Regions from separate parts of the Mus musculus genome. Here all the other regions are linked to region 1. Evidence: chromatin contacts called from public promoter capture Hi-C data. All regions are on one chromosome and are shown on one strand. The core of a region is the stretch at or near the end of the contact, and the rest is flanking DNA. Distances in the headings are between cores, read along the strand shown.

Region 1 (3,319 bases), core at 277-2,776:
TGTCTGTCTGTCTGTCTGTCTGTGTGTGTGTGTGTGGCGCACATGTATGCACGCCATGTGCCATGAACCTGGACAAGCATTGTCTCAAGGGCTCATTTTATGCTTTTTTTTTTTTTTTTTTTTGGTGATGTGTGTATCTTGTCCCCAGCTCCCTAGGCCCTGCCTGCCTTTCAGACTGTCCTCTCCTCCTCCTTCTCCCCTCTCCTTATGCCAGGGGTCCAGGACTTCCAGCCAGAAGCCTCTGACCTTGTGTTCCCTGTCCCCTCCCCTGTCCCCTCTGCTGCTCAGCATAGCTGTGGTCACTGCAGAGGTCTTATATGTTCAGCAGGCCTGGCCCTCCTTCCCTTCCCCTTCTGTGTGATTCTTTGAGCTTGGGGGAAAGGGACGATTTTAATAAAGCCTTGGTGCTCGAGTCCTGTCCCCGTGTTTGTCTTTAGGTTTGGTGGGGGTGGGTGAGACTGGGAGATCACTGAGGGCACGAGCTAGCAAGCTGGACACGGGGGAACCTCAAAGTCTCTATAACATTAGTTCATTTTACAACATGTAAAATGCTTAAAGATGAGGTGCCAGGTTGGGGTTCGATGGGGAAAGCAATTGGTTAGCATGCTCAAAGCCCTGGGTTCCATCCCCAGCACCATTTAAACCACATGGTGACCAGTGACAAGTGATTTTGAGGCCAGCCTGGGCCATGTGGTAGACAGGTCTCATTGTTGGACACCTCTGAATCCTAGCACTCAGGAGCCAGAGGCTGATGGATCTCTGTGAGTTCAAGGCCAGCTAGTCTACATAGCCAGGGCCATACAGTGAGACCCTGCCTCAAACAACAGTCACTTGAGGGCCAGCAAAATGGTTAAGCACGTTAAGGTGCTTGCCGCCAAGCTTGATGATCTGAGAGCAAGAACCAACTCCTTGTCCTCTTACGTGCACTGTGGAAGGCACACTTATACACACACACACACACTCACACAGGAGCCCGTGGCTTGGTGGTACACCTCTGTCATCCCAGTAGGTAGGTAGAGGCAGTCACTGGAGAACCTCATCAGTGTCAGGCCAACCTGAGCTATACAGTGAGCAACGAGCTCTGCTGTCAAGAAACAAAATAGAAAAAACGTGAGTGAGCCTCCAATAGGATGTTAGGGTGCTTGTCAGTTCCTCTGAGGAACAAAATATGGAACGCTTCACGAATTTGCGTGTCATCCTTGCGCAGGGGCCATGCTAATCTTCTCTGTATCGTTCCAATTTTAGTATATGTGCTGCCGAAGCGAGCACAAACAAGGCTTTTCTCCAAGGGATATTTATAGTCTCAAAACACACAATTACTTTACAGTTAGGGTGAGTTTCCTTTTGTGCTGTTTTTTAAAATAATAATTTAGTATTTGTATCTCTTATAGAAATCCAAGCCTATCATGTAAAATGTAGCTAGTATTAAAAAGAACAGATTATCTGTCTTTTATCGCACATTAAGCCTCTATAGTTACTAGGAAATATTATATGCAAATTAACCGGGGCAGGGGAGTAGCCGAGCTTCTCCCACAAGTCTGTGCGAGGGGGCCGGCGCGGGCCTAGAGATGGCGGCGTCGGATCCCGGGCGTTGGGGCGAGTGTGGACCGCGGCCGCCGGGCCGACTGGGCGCCCGGGGCGGACAGGTTAGTACGGCGTGCGGGGTACGGGACTCGTGGCTGGTGCGTTTCAGGCTAAAACCGCGAGCGGAAGGCCGAGGGGCGGGGCTTGCGGGGTCAGAGGGCGGGCCTGGGAACAAAGCTTGCTGGGTAGAGGCCGTTGTGGGAGGGATGTGAATAGGGGGAGCCTAAGGCGACGGGGTTGAGGAGGGGGCGTGGTCCGAGGGGCTGAGCCTCCCTGGGAGGGGCGTGGCCTGAGTTCAGAAGTTGGATGGAGGGGCAGAGTCTGAAGAAATAAGACTGATAGAGAGGGATGTGGCCTAGGGAGCGGAGTCTAAGGTGGGCCGGGGTTGGGGGTGCTAAAGATCTGAGATCGATGCAGAGAGGTGACCTAGTAGTCACAAGCTGAGCAGAAACTGAGGCTGAATTTACCAGTTTGGTTTGGAGGCGGAGCCTAGGGTGATTAGACAATGTGGGTGGAGCTTAACGAGCTTGGGCGGGAGGTGGTGGAGGTGTGTGTGTTAAGACTCAGGATTTAGCCGGGTGTGGTGGTTCACGCCTTTAATCCCAGCATTTGGGAGGCAGAGGCTGCGGATTTCTGAGTTCGAGGCCAGCCTGGTCTACAACGTGAGTTCCAGGACAGCCAGAGCTATACAGAGAAACCCTGTCTCGAAAAACCAAAAAGAAAAAAAAAAAGACTCAGGCTTTTTGCCAGGCGCACGCCTTTAATCCCAGCACTTGGGAGGCAGAGGCAGGCGGATTTCAGAGTTCGAGGCCAGCCTGGTCTACAGAGTGAGTTCCAGGAGAGCCAGGGCTACACAGAGAAACCCTGTCTCAAAAAAAAAAAAACAAAAAAAGGCTCAGAATTTGAGCCTTGGATGTTAACTTGTTGAGAGTATTGTGTGGCATGGGCTGCTGCGGGGTCTAAGCTACTAGGTCCCAGGCAAGGCTTGGAGACTGAACTAGAGTGTAGACTGAGGCCCAGACTGAAGTGGTAGGGGTGGGCCCGGTTGTGTGTGTGGAGGGTGCTTAGCGTTTGTAGGCTGAGCTCAGGCTGATCTGGGTTGCCTAGGGAGGAGTGACCCCAGGCGGGGCATCATGGATTTTATAGCAGGGCTCTCGCTGGAGAACATTCTAGACACCCTTTAGCTGGGAGCTGCTATAGAGCACTGCCTCCCTTTTCCCCAGGAGCCAGGGACCGTGCTGGGTGCGGTGGGTATGATGGACCTGGCCTATGTGTGCGAATGGGAGAAGTGGGCCAAGAGCACGTACTGCCCGTCGCTGCCCCTGGCTTGTGCCTGGTCCTGCAGGAACCTCATTGCCTTCACCACAGACCTACGCAATGATGACCAGGGTGAGTGCTGGCTCTCCTTACCTGGCTAGGACCTGGGGATCAAGACCATGTGGGTGGGCTTGCCAGGTGTGGCTCCACTGTGCCTCAGATCTGGAAGGCTCGTGGTGGCAGAGCCAGACACTCTGATGCCAGTTAGAGGGTTTTGAGAGGCCAGGGAAAGCAAGGTGGGAGAAGAGACATACATACACTGCTCACCATCTTCCAACAATGTTAAGACATGTGGCTGCACAGGATGCCCTGTCCAGGGACTAGCAGCATGGCGGAGCTTATAGGAGAGGTGCACTGTGGGTGGGGACACAGGCACTTCGAGCTACACTGACCTCAGTGTTCTTTTTCCACTGCAGAT
Region 2 (3,319 bases), core at 562-3,061, 1.3 Mb before region 1:
CCAGAAGGGGGTGTCAGGTACCCTGGGGCCACAGGTGGTTTTGAGCTGCTGTGCAAGAGTGCCAGGTACCGAACCTGGGTCCTCTGAAATGGCAGCCAGTGCTCTAACCACTGGGCCCTTCTCCAGCTCCGAACTGAGTTTAAACGGTTTGATTTGTAAAGAAGTTTGTAGTATGTTTTGTATTGTGATGTTCACTGACAAGCGATCTTGAGGACTAAAGTCACTGCTAAATAGTCGTACTGCTGTGTCAATTTGACAAAGGTCAGTTGTGCTGAACTTTGATCAACTTGACACAAGCTAAAGTCATCTGAAAGGAGGGAACCCACTGAGAAAATGCCTCCATGAGATCAGGCTGTAGGCAAGCCTGTAGGGTGGTTTCTTAATTAGGGACCAATGTGTGTGGCGCCATCCCTGGGCTCTGGTCCTGGGTTCTATAGGACAGCAGGCTGAGCAAGCCATGGGGAGCAAGCCTGTCAGCAGCGCCCTCCATGGACTCTGCATCAGCTCTGCCTCCAGGTTCCTGCCCTGTGTGAGCTCCTGTCATGGTGATCTGGAAGTGTGAGTCACGCAAATCCTTTCCTCCCAGCTTGCTGTTGACTGGAGCGTTTTCTTTTCTTTTTTTTTTTCTTTTCATCATTTGTATATTTGTGTGTGTTGTGCTACGGCAGTGGACTTGCCTGACTTACAGACCTGGAACTCTGGTCCCCACAGTGACCCTCTCACCAGCTCTTGGCCCGGGTGTGTTATCACTGCAACTGTAACCCTAACCAAGCCACTGAGTGAAGAGGACACTCGTCCCCAGCCGTCAGCCCCCAACTCCTCACACACAGCCAAGCGCCTTCTCTCCACTTGGCACGGACATTATTCATGTGGCCTTTTATTTAGAGACAACATCTCCTTTAGTTCTTCAGCCTGGCCTCATACTCACTGTAGCTCAGGCTAGCCCTGAACTTAGACACACACACACTGCCTCAGCTTCTCTCTTCAAAGATTGGATTGGAAGCCTGTGCCACTTGCCTGTGCTTTACTGACTTCCAAAGACCAGAGGCTCACTTTACCCTGCCTAGCTTAGCCCCCCATCCATTAGACACAGAACCCCAGACCCCATCCTCGTCTGGAGAGCCCCCCATCCATCAGGGACTGAACCCAAATTCATCCCTGTCTAGAGGGTAACCCATCTGTCAGACACCAGAACCCCCAATCCATACTCACCTGGAGGGTCCCCCATTCATCAGGGATTAGAACCCCCAATTCAGGCCCATCTGGAGGGTCCCCCATCCACTAGACATCAGAACCCCAGACTCCATCCCCGTCTCGAGGGTCCTCCATCCATCAGGAACCAGAACTCTGACTCCATCCCTGCCTGGAGGATTCCCCCATACATCAGACACCAAAAACTCCAATTCTATCCATCAGGGGCCAGAACACCCCACCCTATTCCCGCTTGGAAGGTTCCCCAAGGTCTCAGGTCCTCTCTGAGGTCAGTCCCCTCCCCCAACTCTGTCCTCCATCCTCGGTCCCCACCCTACCCATCCAGGTCGGTCCCTCCTAGGCTAGCCCTATCCCCACGGGGTCCCCGCCCCCACCCTGCCTGTCACTCCCCGGACTCCCCGCCCCGCCCTCCCGCGGACCCCAGGGGCCGTCGCCCCGCCTCGGGCCCGCCCCGCTCCCCGTGACTCACGACCGAGTCCCGCGGGGTTGGGGCGCCTCGCCGCCCACGGGGCTCGTTACCTGGACGACGGGTTGGTGCCCTGCGCGAGGCCGGAAGAGCTGCTAGCCGCCATGTCCACGTCCTCCCGGAGCCCACGGGAGTGACGTCAGGGCCTTGCCCCCGACGCACCGCCCCGTGCTCGTTCAAGCCCCGCCCCTGCTCGAACCTGCCATCCCTAGCCCCAGAGAGCCTCAGCCTGTCTCCGCCCACCGGCCAAGCCCCGCCCCCTACGGAGGACGCCTAACTCAGGTGCCTCTATGATGATGAAAGGACATCTTAGGGAAGTCGGTTCTAGACCCGGCCTGCCATCCGCCACGTGGAGTCCCAGGGATCAAGGATCAAACTCCAGTAGTTGGGCTTGGCGGCAAGCCCCATCACCTGCTGATGTACACTGCCACCTTCCTTATCTCTTCTTGGACGCAAGGCAGAGAGCTGGCTGATTCTTGAGAAAGCTTGAGAAATTCCAAGGCTGAGAGAGTGGGTGGGTGGCACGTGACCATCCTTGACCTGAGCATGTGTGGCCTCCAAGGCTTAAGGCTCTAGGTGTGTAGCCCACGTCTTTCTAGAAGGCAGGGGGACTGTGGCAGTTTCTCTTGAGTTACATGTGATCTTTTCCCCTATTATTTATTGCAAGCCCTGTGCCCTTGACTTTTGCCTCTGAGAGTCCAACTTCTGACGTGTTCTAGAAAGGTGCAAACTGATTTATCAGTGCTAAAGGAAACACACAAAATGGAGTAATAGCCCAGAAAATGCAAGGAAACCCAGACACCTATTCCAACATGGATGGATGGCCCTTGAGGACAGCATGTCAGCATGAGTCAGACACAAAAGGACACTCGGACCAGGATCTCACTTCCAGGAGGTTCCTGGAGTCCTCAGACTGACAGACACAGGAAGTAAGATATAAGAAGTAGGGAGGTGATGGGCATAGTGTGGGTAGATGGAAGGTTCTGAAAGTGGGTGGGAGTTATGGCCGCACCGACAGGTGAATGAGCCTCGTGCTCAGTGAGACAGTAGGCACGCATTTCCATGGTGGGAAATGCCTAGAACAAACCTGTTGTCAGGAAGAGAGAGCCTATGTGACCTATACTCACATGTACACTCGTATGAACGTAGGAGATCCGAGAGTACTGACAGTACAGGCAAAGGCCTTGTGGCAGGAAGGAACTTGATGTGCTCACAGGATGTGCAGAAAGAACCTTGGAGATCCACTACTATGTGGGGTCTTATATTAGTTACCAGGAAAGATAAGAAACTGAATGGAGGGGGGTTAAACCCCAAACATTTATTCTCTCACACTTTCAGGGACCAAAGTCTGGGCGATTAGTTCTTTATGGACACTGGGGACATCCTTCTCTGCTCTCTTTTACTTCTGGTAACGTCTGGAAATCAACTGCAGTTCTCAGCTGCTAAATCAAATTGTAGCTTAGTCTCCATTTTCCCCAGGACCCTTGCTTGCCATACTAGGCAGAGCTCTACCCCTGACCACTGGCTGAATTCTACATAGGACATCACCTCTGACCACGCCCCCACCCCTCTTTAAATGTTTGTGTGTGTGTGTGTGTGTGTGTGTGCATGTGCCAGTGCATGTGTCAGTGCACATGCAGA
Region 3 (3,319 bases), core at 394-2,893, 1.1 Mb before region 1:
TGTTCTTCACACAATGGCTTCAAATCTGCTGGTTTAGAAATGACCTTTGCTGGGCTTGGTGGTGCACATCTTTAATCCCAGCACTTGGGAGGCAGAGGCAGGCGGATTAATGAGTTGGAGGCCAGCCTGGTCTCCAGAGTGAGTTCCAGGACAGCCAAGGCTGTCCTGAGAACCCTGTCTTGAAAAACAAAACAAAACAAAAGAAATGACTTTTATCTGGAAACACCCCAACTCTCCAACAAAATTCAAGCAGATCTATAGTTAGTTAATCCAAACAATAGAATACTATTTAACAATTAGAAAGGAGGACTGAACACAGCTCATCAGTTAAGAAGACTGACTGGCTGCTCTCACAGAGAATGCAGGTTTGTTTCACACATTGTAGCTCAGGACCACCTGTGACTCTGACCCAAGGTCATGCAACACTTTCCTCTGACCTCTTTGGGCACCAGAGACACACATGGCACTTAGACATGCAGGCAAAGCATTCATACACATAAAATCAAACCAAATAAATCTTTAAAAAAATAAGTTATTTACTTATTTAGATGGACAATGGTGGCGCATATTTTTTATTCTGAGCACTCTGGGAGGCAGAGGCAGGCATATCTCTGAGTTTGAGGCTAGCCTGGTCTACAGAGTGACTTCTAGGTCAGCCAGAAACCCTGTCTCAAAAACCAAATAAATAAGTGAAAATACGAGAAGCTCATGTCACATACATCAGGGTAGGCTCATGTGTTAGTGTGCTGTGCATGGCTCTTTTGATACAGTGTCTCATTCTGTAGGCCAGTCTTGGAAGACAGAGTACATGGATCTTCTGCCTCAGCCTCCAGAGTGTGCTGGGATGACAGACATACATCACCATGTGTAAAACTATAGTGTTCTGTAAAGCTTTGATCTGCAGTGAATGAAGCGTCTTTGTCATCTTTGTTGTCTAGCACAGTAAAAGCACGGTTTACACAGCATACATATTGTGTGAGGTGCTCTAGATATAGCAGGAGGCCAGGTATGGTGACTCACACCTACAATCCAAGCGCTCGGGAAGCTGATGCAGGAGGATTCTGAGCTTTCTGCATGCCACCCAGCCTGGGCTGCTCAGCAAGACCGTAGCTCAAACAAATGAATGTAAAAATAAGGCATACTGTGTAGTATCTGTAGGCTCTACTCAGGTGCCATGTCACTTCAGGAGACATTTCCTAGGCTGCAGGTATGGGTAGAATGATTACATTGTTAGTAACTGTAGTGATTGAGGGGCACAGTAGACCTCTTGAGCTTGAATTTATTCTGGCTATCAATAGATATTTGGTGGACGCCTGTATCTTCTTAAGCCGCGAGGAAAGACTTCAAGAATGTTCCATTCGCTGTAGGAAATCGCTTCCTGCCAAGCCTCCAGCCACACTCATTCAGTACCACGCGACCCTGGACAGCTCCGGGATGGAGGCCCTACTTCCGGAACTATGTTGCCAAGTAGTGTTTTCTATCGGAATCATTTGGTAGCTGCACTCATGTTTAGAAAGGAGAAAACTGCTTTCCGGAGCCAGTAGGCGTTGCAGAAGGATTGGCAGCAGCATCGACCAATGGACTATGAGTTCTGTCGAGTGGCACTGACAGTGTCCAATAGACGCTGATGTGGGCGGGGCGTAGGTAGCAGCTCGCAGCCCCGGGGGTCTCGGCTGGTCCGCTGCGGCGGGGTCCGGACCGCGGGGCAGTTGGCGGCAGGTGGCACTGGCTGGAGGCCTGAGGAGCTGTCAGAGGTACAAGAGGGGTCAGGGCGTGGCCTGGGCGTGGCGGGCTTGGGGCAGGGCGGAGCCGAGGGCCCTGGCCGACCGTGCCTGCCTGTTCACAGAGTCTTTGCTTCAGTGTGAGGCTGAGTGGAGCACACAGTAGGCGCACAATAAGTGATTAAGGAAAGACTGAGCTTGTCGCCCGCCAGCCCTGCCCCGACTGGCCCGATTTTGAGAGCACCCGAGGTATCCCTACCTGACCCTGTCTTCTAGCATCAATTGGGCGCCTGTTGTATGCACTTTGCCTTGTGTTCACAGCAGTGGAGGGAAGGACTTTAAGGGAGTTATTTTTGTTGTTAATTTTTTAAAAAATTATAGTAATTATGTCCTTTATAATATTCCTCTAGAATATTTTAATTTTAAAGTTTAACTTAATTTTAACCTTATTTATTTCATCCTAATTTTCTTTCGTATTTTATTTTCATTTTTTTTTTTGTTTTTGTTTTTGTTTTTGTTTTTTTTGTTTTTTGAGACAGGGTTTCTCTGTATAGCCCTGGCTGTCCTGGAACTCACTTTGTAGACCAGGCTGGCCTCGAACTCAGAAATCCGCCTGCCTCTGCCTCCCAAGTGCTGGGATTAAAGGCGTGCGCCACCACTGCCCGGCCTATTTTCATTTTTAAAATTTACTTTCCTTCTTTTTTTTTTCGACAAAATTTACTTTTCAAATTTATTTTATGTGTCTGTGTTTATGCACATGTGTGCAGTGCCCAAAGCGGCCAGAAGAGGGGAATAGATAGATCTTTCTAGGCTAGAATGGAACCTTGGTCATCTGCAAAAACAGCCAGTGCTCTCAACTGCTGAGAGTGTCTCTGCTGCTACTATCTTATCTTATTATTTCATTTCTTTATTTATATTTCTTTCCAAGTCAGGGTTTCTCTTTGTAAACCTGGCTGTCCTGGAACTCACTTTGTAGACCAGGCTGGCCTCGAACTCAGTAATCTGCCTGCCTCTGCCTCCCAAGTGCTGGGACTAAAGGCGTGCGCCACCACTGCCCGGCTGTATTTTCTTTTTAAATTTTGTTGTATTACTTTATTCTGAAGTAGGGTCTTCCTCACTGTCCAGGCTGGTCTCAAATGTGTAGCCGTTGTCCCGCCTCACCCTCCTGTGTACTAAGATGATAGTCACATCCCTTCAGACCGTGTATGTGCACACGTGAGGAGCCTAAACTTCCATATCAGTGTCTTCCTTGATCGCTCCCATAATTTAACATTTTACATATATGTGTGTTTTGCTTCTTTTCATGGCTGTGCACCTGTTGGGAACAAAATAAAGGGGGACCCTGGGGGCCCTGGGGAAAAGTGGGGGAGGAAAAGGGGTCTAACGTCCTGCTAGGGTTCCTGTGCTCTGGGCAGGCAGATGCAGGCAGAGCTGCCGGACGCTTTTCCACAGGGCCCAGGGTGAGCATGCCTGACTCATTTAAGAGCTTTATTATAGAAATGCAGGGGAGAGAGAGAGAGAAAGGGAGAGAGAGAGAGAGAGAGAGAGGGAGAGAGAGAGAGAGAGAGAGCGAGAAAGGGAGAGGGAGAGGGAGAGAG

The links. Promoter capture Hi-C pulls out the DNA fragments that hold promoters and counts their contacts. Capture Hi-C pulls out chosen DNA fragments and counts their contacts.
Region 2: a contact with region 1 is called in a promoter capture Hi-C map of liver, with 5 times the contacts expected there. The contact joins the promoter of Zfr2 here to the promoter of Med16 in region 1. A contact is called at or near these places in 2 of 39 promoter capture datasets (the C10 cell line and liver) and 2 of 9 other capture datasets (adipose tissue and liver).
Region 3: a contact with region 1 is called in a promoter capture Hi-C map of pre-B cells, with 5 times the contacts expected there. The contact joins the promoter of Slc39a3 here to the promoter of Med16 in region 1. A contact is called at or near these places in 2 of 39 promoter capture datasets (liver and pre-B cells).

What each region holds. Positions count from the first base shown.
Region 1 is chr10:79,907,145-79,910,463 of GRCm38.p6, reverse strand. It overlaps Med16 (mediator complex subunit 16), which reads left to right and starts at 1,526. Exons shown (of 15, transcript NM_198107.2): 1 at 1,526-1,646; 2 at 2,808-2,973; 3 at 3,318-3,319. The coding sequence starts at 1,569. R3hdm4 (R3H domain containing 4) reads left to right here. Exons shown (of 8, transcript NM_177994.5): 8 at 1-412. It overlaps Gm24019 (a small nuclear RNA gene), which reads right to left and starts at 1,269; the gene lies at 1,163-1,269.
Region 2 is chr10:81,231,655-81,234,973 of GRCm38.p6, reverse strand. It overlaps Zfr2 (zinc finger RNA binding protein 2), which reads right to left and starts at 1,811. Exons shown (of 18, transcript NM_001034895.3): 1 at 1,732-1,811. The coding sequence starts at 1,784.
Region 3 is chr10:81,035,639-81,038,957 of GRCm38.p6, reverse strand. It overlaps Slc39a3 (solute carrier family 39 (zinc transporter), member 3), which reads left to right and starts at 1,643. Exons shown (of 4, transcript NM_001358898.2): 1 at 1,643-1,754.